2 separate regions of the Canis lupus genome follow, and region 2 is linked to region 1. The links are chromatin contacts, called in public Hi-C maps. All regions are on one chromosome and are shown on one strand. The core of a region is the stretch at or near the end of the contact, and the rest is flanking DNA. Distances in the headings are between cores, read along the strand shown.

Region 1 (6,293 bases), core at 1,633-4,132:
CCCAGAGAGGGGAGGCAGGAAGAGAAGATTTCTTTAGAAAGAACCAGGCTTGAGTCCAGCTCCCTTTGCAGAGACCACTCTGAGGAATTTATACATAGCTTGTAGAGTTTGGGGAAGCTTGCAGACTGCTATGCAGCTCCAATCTAAAAGAAAGCCCACAGCTAAACGGCGGCCCGAGCTTCCCTTGGGCAAGCACAACTGCCCCTCCAGCATCTGACATGGCAAGCAGGTCTGATCTCCTTGCAGGCCCAGAGAAGACTTTGATGGGTAACCAGGCCGAAGCATCTGGAAGGTACACTAAGAGGGAGACCTGCCAGAGTGAGGTGTCCCATCCCGCCAGCACAAAGGCCAGACTGGGGTGCCCGCAAGAGACCACTCACAGAATATATCTTCTGAGTCCACCTGCTGTGGTCTGGGCTGTTGGCTTTTATTGTAAGAGCAACAAAAGTGACAGCAGAGTTTTAAATTGTGTATATGGAGGAGGGAGGAATGATAGTAACCTGATCAGATCTCCATCTCAAGAATATTCTGAAGGGAGCATGGAGAATGGAGGGGACCAGAATAGAAGTGTGAAGACTGGCTCAGAAGGCATCGGAGGAGTAAGAGGAGCAGGGAGCACGGACTTGGGAGTGGGGGTGGTGCAGCAGAGGTGGTAAGAAGGAGATGGATTCGGGGACATGCAAGAAGCAGCAGTGATCAGACAAGGTTGGGGCAGACAAGAAGGAGGAGTCAGGATGACCCCCAGCTCCCCACCTGCCCCAGGTTGCTGCCTGCTGGAGCCCCTTACTCGAAGAACACTAGGAAGGGGCCAGGTCATAGGGAAGAGGCCATGTGTCTGTGCCTTGGTCACTGGGAATTTGGGGTGCCTTTAAGACATACAAAGATGTCATGTGGGTGACCTGAAGCTTTGGACACAGGTGCGATGGCTTAGGAATAAGAGTGAGGGATGAAGATGACCGAGCCAGCCTCGAAGGACCCAACATGAAGGCCAGGGCAGGAGAAGGCACTTGGCCAGGGAAGGAGCTAGCAAAGGAACGCCCAGAGATGCAGGCAGAGAGGCCACGTGCCCCTTAAGTCCTCAGGGCTCTGGCTACCCAATAGGAATAAAGAGACATGCGCCTGGCCCACATGGAGTTTTCAGTCCACAAAATGACTGAACCACAAATTGGAGGAAGTGTTATAAAGGGAAAGGCAGGGAATAAGGGCGATGGGGGGTGGGGGGGTGGGTAGTCAGGGAAGGGTTGTCAGAGGAGGCAACATTTCTGCAGATTGGCAACTCTGCACTGGGATGCTAATGAGAGGCAGCTGTTCCAAGGCCACAGGGTCCAAGACAATCTCTTAACTCCTGGATCAAAGATGCCAGTGCAGGGTGAACAGAGAAGTGCTCAGAGAGCCGTGCTCCCTGGTGCCCACTGTCTGCTTCCCCACCGGAGCCCATCTTCCTTCCCCAGCCACTTACCCGGAGGTGCTGAGGACCCCTGGGGCCTCACTGACTAAGTGTCTTTGGCCAGTGAATGTCTCCCACAAGAAAGGGAGAGGACTGGGACCCAAATCCCTGGCTGGCAGCGAATGGGCGGAGAAGGTACCGCAGGCCCTGGTCTGATCAGGTATCAGGGCTCTGGGCCACAGCCTGAGGACAGGTCCAGCCCGCCTGCACTCACTCACCCCCAAGGGTGTCAAGCCCTTGTTCAAAGTGAAGGGGCCCAGAAGGCGTCAGGTCCCACTCAACGCTGCCAGCTGCCAAGCTGTCTGCAAAGAAATGCTAACTGGGATTGTCATGGTGATTCCTGTGGTCAGGGCACCAGGGAGTCAGGTGGTCCTGGGGGTACAGCCCAAGAGCTACCCCGTCCAGGCTGCCTGAAATACACCCCGGACTAAAAGTAAGCTTTTCCACCCCAGGTCCCCATCAGATGGCTTTATTGGATGCCTTTAATTTCATCCTTTTCGGCGTCAGCAGCATGGTTATGATTCATGTGTAACCCCATTTAACAAGGCAAACGGGAAGCACTGTGTGAAGGCAGCAGCCTCAAACACTGGGAGAAAGCACCGAGTCATGGCCAAGAAAGCACTTAGGCTCTGGACTCAGATCCAGATTCAAAGTCCAGCTGTGCCATCTCCGGGGGCCACCCCTACTGATCCAGTGCCCTCGTGCAAATCACACAAGGTCCACCTTCCTTCTTGTCTTCCAGAACGGCATACTAGAACTTACTTGCCGGGGATGCTCTGAGAATTCAGTGACATCGTGCCTGCAAAGCACTCGAAGTTAATAGTCACAATCATGACACTAGAACTGACTGATCATTTCCAGTACCCCACGTACAAAGTGGCCGACACAAGTGAATGAATGACCTAGGACGCAGAACTCAAGGCCTTTCCGGCCCCACCTCTCCACACCCCCTCCCTACACCCTTACTACCTCCCCAGGCCAGACTTGAGTCCTTGACTCCAGCCACACTGGCCTCTGCTCCTTCTTCACAGACCCTGCCTTCTCTCCTGCCTCCCACCCACACGCTCCAACTGGGCTCCAACTGGGTCGGTTCCCTCCCATCACCTCTGTCTACCCAACCCCACTCACCTCTCAGGTGCAAATCAAATATCCCGGGCTCTTTGAAGCTCCCCTGCTGCCCGCAGGCCCTCAGCTGCGCACTCCTCTGCCCTCTCGCACGCTTCCTACGTGCCTGGATAAGAGCAGTAAGCACAAGTGTCAAGCACTGTGCCGAAGTACCTTCATCAAATCACCACAGGAACCCCATAAGGCAGGTTTTGTATTTAACTCTGCTGATACACAATGTGAGGCACAGAGAAGACAAGTAACTTGCCCGATGCCACACAGCCCACAAGCAGCAGAGCCAGAGCACAAACCCTGGCCTTCTGACTGCAGAGCTGGTGCCATAGACACCACATTGCACCCCTTCTCCCAGATGCAGGGTGTCCAAGCCCAGTTCCTCCGTGTCAGGTGGGGAGAGCCAGGGGGACTGTGTTTCATTCACTTTTGTGTCCACCTGGCCCCCCACACTGTACCTGGCATACAGCACATGCAAGCTCCTTCCCCCAAGACACTAAATAGATTATTAAAGGAAAACCACTAATCCAGGAAAATTCACCCATGGGTCCTGGTCTCCTTTTTCTGCCCCTGATTTCTGATTGGGAAATTCTGCTCTGAGTCCTGTCCAAGGGGCCAAGTACAGTCTCTTTGAAGTTGATGTATAATAAAGAACTTCTAGTTCAGCCAGTTTTTTTTTTAAGCCAGTTTTCTCCACCACCACCACCACCCCCCCTGCCCCCCACCTTGGAGAAGCCTGGAGCCTAATTCTAAACAGAGACATAGCATTTGTTGTGACACCTTTTCCTGCTGAGAGGGAGGGGTCCTGTTTTTGAAGAAAAGAGTAACAGCAGAATTCAAAAGGCAATGGGATTTCCAGAAGGGTCCCTCCTTGGCCAGGCAGCTCCAGGAGGCAACTGTGGAAGGAGAGGAAGTCAGCCAGAGGGAGCTGTGTGAGGGCGAGCTGGCTTCAGAGCAGCCCTGGCGAGGGCAGAGCCCCTGGCTCACACCTCTCAGCCTGAAAGGAGCTGGGGATCCAAGCAATCCTGAGCCACGGAGGGTACTGGAAAAGTCTTTGGAGTTAGCAGGACAGAAATGTTGCCTGGCTGGCGCTTGCCACTTCCTTTGCCCCCCTGTTTAGCACCTAATTCGGTTATTTCCGGGATTCTTTCCTTTCCTATCAGAGGTGGATCAGGTCTGGGGCCAACTGGTCCTTGACCCAAGTCCTCCCTGTTCCTCACCACCCCCTGCTCCCCGCCCCCCAACACACACACTTAGAAACAAAAGCTACGGCTTTGCCAAGATTCGATGGCATTCCTTTCAAAACCCCAAATCTGGTTCAGCTCAACATGCGCAAGAGGAGGCCTTTGAAGGTGCTATGGTTAATTTTCTAATAAAGCAGAACTATCCGGCAGATCGGAAGCCAAAAAAAGACAGACATCTTTCAAATTCAGGTCCTAAATCAGCTCTGCCGAAAGTGGATTTTTGAGCCCGAAGCTCAAACTCACACGGAAGCCTCAGATTTGAAAAACTGTTTGCAGCGAGAATGGGGAGGGGACCTGGGAGGTGGTAAGGAAATGTCGGGCAGGGGGGGCCCTGGGGGAGGCTGGGGCTCCCAGTCCGCAGTGACCCTTGGCCCTGTTGGGAAGTGGATACTGAGCACGGCTTCACACTAAAACTCAGGCTGGAATTTGAGGGTGTCCAGCATCAGGTGCCACCCTTTGAGTGGTTCATCACCTCGCCGAAGAGGGGGAGCCAAAAATAAGCAAATGTCTATAGACAAAGGACTTGGCACATGGTAGGGCCCTCTCAGAGTCACGGCCTGTCTTCTCTTCGGGCTGTTGGAGAGGAAGCGATGTGACCACTCTCGGTGTCCGTGGGCAGAGGAGTGCCCTGACCCTGGAGTGCGAAGAATCACTGGGAGCCTGAGCGGCCAGCAGGTGCCAGACGGCCAGGGGTGTGGTGGCCATGGTGAGCGGGCACTGGCTGGTGGACGAGGGGGCCAGGGCGAGGAGGGCAGCATGCTCACGCAGCGGCGCCCAACGCCAGGCCAGGGGGTCCAGCTTCACCCAGGTTCCAGCTGCGGATGCGTGTATTTGTTTGCTTTATGCTTCAACGGGGATGTAGGACATATTTTCAACATCTGAATTTGAATGTCTGGGTTGGCAGTCACTCTTCATTTTGCATTCAGCTCCAGGCCCAATTTCTCCTGTTGATCACCTCATCCGTACATTGATGTTAGCTGCCCAGGGCCCCGTCAGGAATTGAGTTGGTGGTTATGGGTAGGTCACAGGAAAACCGAACACTGTCAGAATGATGGAGATGCCGTGCCAGAACTCACACTTACAGGTATGCTTGGCATATCAAATCCAGATGCCTGATGAGGTTGGGCTTTCAGGTAAAAAACAAATACGTACATACATATATATATTTAAGATTTATGTGTTTATTCATGAGAGACACACAGAGAGAGGCAGAGACACAGGCAGAGGGAGAAGCAGCTCCCTGCGGGGAGCCTGACGTGGGACTCGATCCCGGGACCCCAGGATCATGCCCTGAGCTGAAGGCAGACCCTCAACCACTGAGCCACCCAGGGACGCCCCTCTGCCCTTTTCTACTCCTGTGACTTGTGACAGACCATGTGGCTTTTCCATCCAGAGGTAAAGTTTAATTTTGCCTTTGGATGTCCTTTTTATTTTAATTGCTTTTTTCTTTCTTCATGTCAATTTTAGGATTCAAAATAATTTCTTTCTGAGTTACAAACGATGGAGGATGGAAGCGAAAGATGCTCTCCCTTGCCTGGATTTCTTCAAATCACCTTGCTTTGCTTTGGTGGGGGGAGGGCTCAGCCTTCCTCACACCCCCAGAGATCTGGGCTCCCTCCAGGATGAGGCACGTTTCCTGGGCCTCTGTTGCCATCTGCAGGATCATTTGGGGGTGAGTTCAGTGACCCTGCGTGGGCCCTGGAAAAAGAAGGTAGCAGCGGTGTGAAGTCCTTGGGCTTCCCCAGCTGTCAGAGACCTCATGAGGCACAGCCTAACCTCATCATCTCTCTGGAGCTCAGTCTCTAGGATTTAATGAGCTGGATGACTCTGGGCAAGTCACTTTTTCCAGCCTATTTCCTCATCTCTAAAACAGTATTTGACACCTATAAAATTGCTTTGATAGTGATTACTGATGGGCCATTCATCCATTTATCTAGCCATGAAGCAAAGAACATGGAGTGAAAAAAAAAAAAAAGAAAAAAAAAAAGCTTTCCCAGAGGAAATCTTCATCTTACAGTGGCATCAATCAAACCCACAGGAAACTGTCCATTTACTGTGACACTTACAACAACAGAGGCATGAACAAAGTGTCATGTCAATTAGGGAGCAACTAACTCTGTTTGGTGGGAACAGGAAAGGCCCACAGTGGAAGGGACATAGGAGTTGGGTTTGGAAAAACACATAGGAATCTACCAGAATTTGGAAGAATATATAGGAGTTGTTCACAATATAGAGAATGAGAGAAAGGCCATTCCATAGAGAGGGAGTAAAGAACCAAACTACTTTGACCTCACTTGTTCTAGGAAGTTCCCAGGGAGTGACTGAACTTTCAGATCCTGCAGCCGGCTTAGTAGGAGAGAAGTGAAAGGAGGGAGACTTTTGCTACCTTCAAAGAAAGGAGGTAGCCGCTCACTTTGCCTATGGTTGGGCCCAGCCCTGGGGGGAGCCTAGCATGTGGAGGAGGAAGAGGAGTCGCAAGGTTGGGA
Region 2 (6,293 bases), core at 1,845-4,344, 70 kb after region 1:
ACCACAGTGAGAAGCCGTGAGAGACAAGGACAGGTTGAGGAATTTCAGGGTGAGAGGCTGGCGTGCAGGGCAGGACAGCCAGGCAGCTGGATGAGGGGCAGTTCCTCACCACGATTCTGTTCAACTCAGATCAGTTTCCTTTTGGCTTATCTCTGTGGCCAGTTCCTAGCAACTGTTGGTGGTTTCCTACTTCAAGGGATGAAAGGTAATACAAGCACTGGGATCGAGGGGGGGAAACAACTTCAAATCCATATATAGCCACCATCCAGTGAAATAAATACCATGCTGAAGATATTTCTGAACATCTAGAAAGGCCTCCTTTCACACACGGAAACTGAAATGGTGCCATGGTTAATCCTGAATAATGCAGAGTGTCCAGATAGACAAATCCATAACTGAAACATTTTAATAAATCTTGCAGGAGTCCCATGACCCAAACACCAATCTCTACAAGTGGTGGTCAAGTACGGTTTCTTATGTTGGTCTCACAAGTTTTGGCTTTTGAGTAATAACAGTAACAGCTAATACTTCTTTAGCACAAGTCATGTTTGCACTGGTCTGAACTTGTGTGCAACCTCCAGTGCAGGTGTGATGTGTTAAGCACTCCCTTTGCCTAAATAGCGAAGTGGAGAGCCAGAGGAAAGAGCCAACTTATTGAAAGATTGCTCAACAAGTCAGGGTAGGAGCATGAATAAAGGTTGGGTCTTCTGGTTCTTGAGTTTTTATGAAATCTTGACCTTGCCGTGGTAACATTACAAGGCCAAACATGAGAAGGGGTGGAAATTGCAAACAAGCATATGTGACCTTTTGTAAAGTATGTGGTAGATCATGAGAAAAAAAAAATAGTACGTTTTCTACCAGTAAAAATAACAGGTGGAGGACAGTTGGGCATTTTCTTTAAAAGCTAAATATACTCTTACCATGTGATACAGCAACTGCACTCCTTGATATTCACCCCGGTGAACTGAAAACGTCCATCTACACAAAAACTGGCACACAAATCTTTACAGTAGTTTTATTCATAATTGCCAAGACTTAGAAGATGACCTTCAGTAGGAGAGTAGATACACAAACAATAGTATATTCATACAATGGATATCATTTGGCAATAAAAAGAAATGAGCTAGGAAGCCACCAGACACAGAGGAAGCCTAAATGTATATGACTAAGTGAAAGAAGTCAATCTAAAAAGGCTACATATTGTATGATGTCAACTATGTGGCATTCTGGAAAAGGCAAAACTATGAGGGTAATACAAAGATCCATGGTTGCCAGGGGTTTGGGAGGAGGAAGCGCAGAAAAGGCAGAGCACAGAGGATTTTTAGGCAGTAAAACTCTACGTGACATCAGACGTTTGTCAAGCCCACAGAATGAACATCTCCAAGAGTGAACCCTAATGGAACTATGGTTTGATATGTCAGTGCAGATTCATCAATCTTTTTTTTTTTTAAGATTTTATTTACTTATTTGAGAGAGAGGGCATGAATGGGAGGAAGGGCAGAGGGAGAGGGAGAAGCAGGCTCTCTGCTGACCAGGGACTCATGACCTAGGATCATGACCTGGGCCTAGGGCAGATGCTTCATCAACTGAGCCACCCAGGTGCCTCTAGATTCATCAATTCTACCAACTGTACCCCATTGGTGTGGTGCTGGTGGAGGGGGCTGGGAAGAGGTATGTGGGGGTCTCTGTACTTTCTGTTTCATTTTGCTGTGAACTACTCCAAAAAAATTAATAATAAAGTCCATTAAAAAAAAGAAAAAAGGAAAAAAAAGTCACCGGTAAGCCTGTGAGGACCACAGTAGAACCAAGCAGCTTGGAAAGAGAGAATCTGAGAGTGTGTCCCTGACCTTGTGCTTGCCCTAGAGGCAGTGAGGGTGCTTGATGCACATCCAAATGAAGTGAGTGCCTCCTAAGTGTCCCTCACAAGGACATCCCACAGCATTGTACAGAACTCTTGCACTATAATTTTGGCTCACAGGAAATCAGTGAGCTCTTGCTGCAGGTCACAGACTAGGAGGTGGCACCGCAGAGATCCAAATGACATTCCCTGACTCTAGGTCCGGTTCTCCCCATTAAGTCACTGCTAGCAAGGGAAAAACAGTGACTAGGGAAAGGTTTGCTTTACTAAATATATTATGCTTCAGAGTCAACTTTGCACATATGCATCCAGAGCAGGTATACGGATGAACTGAGTTTGTAGACAGAGAGAAAGTATGAAGCCACCTCAACAGCAAGATCATTTATTTCCTTTACCATTAAAAGAAAAGTCAGGGGGCACCTGAGTGGCTCAGTGGTTAAGCATCTGCCTTCAGCTCATGTCATGATCCCGGGGTCCAAGGATTGAGTTCCATATCAGGCTCCCCGTAGGGGGCCTGTTTCTCCCTCTGCCTCTACCTCTGCCTCTTTGTCTCTGTGTCTCCCATGAATAAATAAATAAAACCTTACAAAAGAAAAGAAAAGTCAGAAGCTACAGGGGAGAAAGTAGGGAAGAGGAATCAATAGAGAGTCATGATAACTATCCAGAGTGACAGCCTTCCTGGAATTTCCCGTACCGAGGACAGAGGCCATCTGTACTGGACAAGCAGAGACCCAACCTTCCCGGGAGTCACCCTGGGGAGTCACTGTCTGTGTGATGGCGAGGTCGGCAAGCCTTTGCAGCTCTGGAGTTAGATCAAAGGAGACTGCCTCGCAGCCCAGCGACACCATGGGGGTGGCCCAGGGCCAGGCCACCTGGCTCAACTGTCACAGCCAGCAGCCTGAAGCAGGCCTAACGGGAGGGCTGAAGTAGCCAGAAGGTGCAGAAATGCAGAGAGGTGGGGAGGCAGGTAGTGGTAGAAGCTGAAGCAGAAAGCTTTATGCTCTCCAGGACTAGGCCCTAACTACAGTGCTCGAACTCCCTTCCTGGTGTCTTCACTGCAATGGCTTAAATCTTTTAAAGTCGCATCTTATGTGCTGCAAGATGTCCCCCGTAACTCCAATTACCACAGAGTTTTCTCCACCCACAGGACTGACTGTCTTCCTTGGCCAACGGCAAGTCTCACAACCCCAAAGATGCTGTGTCACCCACCATCCCAAGGCCCGTCTCACACCGAAAGCCCAAACAGGAGGCAGGCAGAACCCACACAGCCCCTACGCTGGGCATTGCCAGACACCAGAGCCTCCCCACAGTTCTGGTTGTCTGTTCAGAGAAACAAGTCCCTCTCAGAATAGCCTCACCAGCATTTGATGAGGAAAGGCACAGAGTCTCTGCTGTAGTTAGTTTGCAGATCTGACCCCTCTAGGCCCAGGCAGGCTTCGCCAAGTCTCCTTTCTTGCCCACTGTGCATTCCCAGGGACCGAGCACCATCTTCCTGCCTCTTCATGGACACACCATCTCCTTCTTCTGTCTCCAAGCCTGGGTGGAGACAGAGAAAATTGTCTACCTCCCCATTTCCTCGCTGCTCCAGAAAAACAAAGGCTTCACTCCTTACAGTTGCAGGAGAGCGGAAGGAGGCAACACACACACTGACACACTTCCGGTGCCTGACAAAGCTCTTGTCTTAATATCATGAGTATGACTTTCAGCCCCCTTCCCAGATAGTGATGATAGGTGTCCTTTGGACTTTCTCTTCTATTTTTATTCTAAGAGCTCATCTAAAATCTTTCTCATTCTGACCTAGACTTTTCCAAAGATTATGCAGAGCCCATATTCCCAGGTGGTCCCTACGGGAGCAGTCAAGATAAAATGTTAATTACCGTTAGTTGGGCCTATGATAGTACTGGGCAGGCACTGTTAAAAGATGGCTTAAAGCATTAGCTAAGAAGATCCTCACAGCAATCTGTGAGGTGGGCATAGGATCCCATATTACAGGCAGGACACGGCAGCTCTGAGAGGGTGAATTGCTCAAGGGCCCATACGTTGCCGTGAGTGACAGAGCTAGGATTCCAACCTGGTTGATGCCAAACCTAGTCTTTCTAACCACAAGCTCAGAGGTGCAAAGGAAATCGGGAACTTAGGCTGCTAATGGCCAGGGATCCAGAATTCAGCAGAGTTCAGTGGCGTTTTTGGAGAACTCTGTCCAAAACATAGTAGTGCTTTGCAAATTCAGCTTTGGCCTAGAACTCAAATGATTGTTACCTGCGTCACGTCGTGACACTAGGAGGCAACCAGGAAAGTCTGGGAGGGATGGGAGGAAACGAGGTCCAGGCGCCGTTCAAGGACTCGGGGCTGTGGGAGCTTTAGCGCAACGACAGGTGTCAGGGCTCCGGTCGCCAGCACTGCGGGGGGGCCGAGCCCAGGGCCGGAGCTGGGCCCCTTGCGCCCACCGAGAGGCGCATCTCGCCCCGGCGTGGGCGGTCGGCTCCTGGAAGCAGACTCCCCGAGAGCAGAGCCTCCTGTTCCGAAGACGCTGACGCGGACCCCGTCTGCCCGCTGGCTGGGGACTCCGGGCAGAAGCCCCGCCAGGCGCTCAGCTCCCGGCTGTCCGCGGCCGTGGGCTCCGTGTGGTCCACAGCAGCCCGGTCCTGCCCGCGCTTCCACAGCTCATAGCGCTCAGGCTGCAGGATGCGCACGAAGGCGTCCATGGAGAAGGTGACCCTGGCCTCCCCGCGCCGCACTGCTCCAGCGGTCCTGAGGGGTTCCCAGGTTTCAGAGTTGGATCATATAAGGAGCCATTGACTTTTAACGGAGTGATTTGGCCGGACGTATAAGCGTTTCTTCAAATATTTTCGCTGCAGATCCTCTCAATGCACCTGTGTCTGGATGTGATGCAATAGCCCCCCCCCCCCCCCCCCCCCCCCCCCCGCCCCAAGCTGGTGAGTTTTCCCACAGCCCGCCCTTCTCCTTGGTGTTACTTGGTGACGGACTGCGCTCCCCCTCGCCCCCTGCTGCACAGGAGCGGCTATTGCAGCGGCCCTGGACGAGCCGGTCCCCATTTATTAGCCAGGCCACTACTGCGCCTGTGATTCGACTCCAAGTCAGCAACGTAATTCTGAAATATTTAACTGTTTCGCACTACTGGATGAAATGTCATTATTGTAAGACTTAGATTCTAGATGCCGTGTTCCTGAGATGCCATGGTTTCAAATGAATAAGCATCACAGTTCCAAATCCCAAGGCCTGTTCTCCACGCAGTAAGGTTGCAGGAAACCACAATTATATAAACCTAAGTATTAATTACTACAATGATAAAACCTCTCATATATGTCACGAACCACCACCAATTCCAACTTGAACTTTTTAAGCAACTGAAATTATAAGAACAACTCTCATTCATTCAGGAACTAAATCTTATTTTCAGAAGTTTCTTGCACAGAGGAAATGGATTTTTTTTTTTAAAGATTTTATTTGTTTATGTGACAGAGAGGGAGGGAGAGCACAAGTAAGGAGAGCAGCAGGCAGAGAAGAGGCAGAAGCAGTCTCCCCACTGAGCACAGAGCCCAACAGGACCCTGGGATCATGACCTGAGCCAAGACAGCCACTTAACTGACTGAGCCACCAAGGCATCCTGGAAACAGGATAATTTTTTGACTGGCATTTCAATCAAAACATATTATTGAAGATAGATATAATTGAGGGAATAATTGTATTCAATCAGCTCCAATATACTTCTGTTGTCAGCAGACCAATCAGATTCCCAAAATTCTTGTTCAGTGCTAGTAAATCTCAGTTTCTTATCATTTTACTAAAAAAAACTATTTGGGGTAAAAATATTTCTTTCAAACCTGAAGATAGAAAGGTACAAAAACTCACATGTCTTAAGAGTGTGAAGACTTGATAAAAATTTTAAAAACGTTCTTAATCACCAAAATAAAAAGTAAGATTTAAAATTTTTAGACACCATTTCAAATGTAAATAGTTCTTGCCTTAATCTCTTTTACATGTTTGTTTGTTCTTTTTAAAGAACAAGGGTGAAGGATTAAACAGGAAATTGTCCAATAATATGCAATCCTGATTTGACACAAGCATTTTCCAAGATCTGGAAATATGCTTTCCCCTTTGAACGCAACCTCAAAATGAAGCAGCATGAATTGATAGCTCTATGTGTTCCATCAAAAACTAAATTCACTCAAACTATTCTTATCCAATCCCTCAATATCGTCCAAAATCATTCATGTCAAACTCTGGTCTACTCCTTCAAGTTCCCGTAAAATAAAGACTGCCTGATAAAATCTGTCTTTAAAACTTTTTTAAAATTAATTAGTTTGTTTGAGAGAGAAAGAGAACATAAGCTGGGAAAGTGGCAGAGGGAGACTCCCCACTGAGCAGGGAGCCTAACATGGGGCTGGATCACAGGGCTGTGGGATCATGTGAT

What was found. Hi-C and Micro-C count contacts between places; a contact is called where the count stands out from the background.
Region 2: a contact with region 1 is called in a Hi-C map of amygdala, with 2.3 times the contacts expected there. The contact joins two enhancer-like sites. A contact is called at or near these places in 2 of 9 Hi-C or Micro-C datasets (amygdala and skin fibroblasts).

The regions. Positions count from the first base shown.
Region 1 is chr21:5,985,394-5,991,686 of UU_Cfam_GSD_1.0, forward strand. It overlaps LOC111091480 (a long non-coding RNA gene), which reads right to left. Exons shown (of 4, transcript XR_005375472.1): 2 at 2,576-2,678. Among named protein-coding and RNA genes, the nearest start is that of ENDOD1, 54 kb to the right of the region's middle. Within about 2 kb of position 2,883, at least 2 of the 20 cell types and tissues checked have an H3K27ac peak or open chromatin away from gene starts, as enhancers often do.
Region 2 is chr21:6,055,402-6,061,694 of UU_Cfam_GSD_1.0, forward strand. LOC485120 (lysine-specific demethylase 4D-like) reads right to left here. Exons shown (of 3, transcript XR_005375474.1): 2 at 4,118-4,581. Among named protein-coding and RNA genes, the nearest start is that of ENDOD1, 16 kb to the left of the region's middle. Within about 2 kb of position 3,095, at least 8 of the 20 cell types and tissues checked have an H3K27ac peak or open chromatin away from gene starts, as enhancers often do.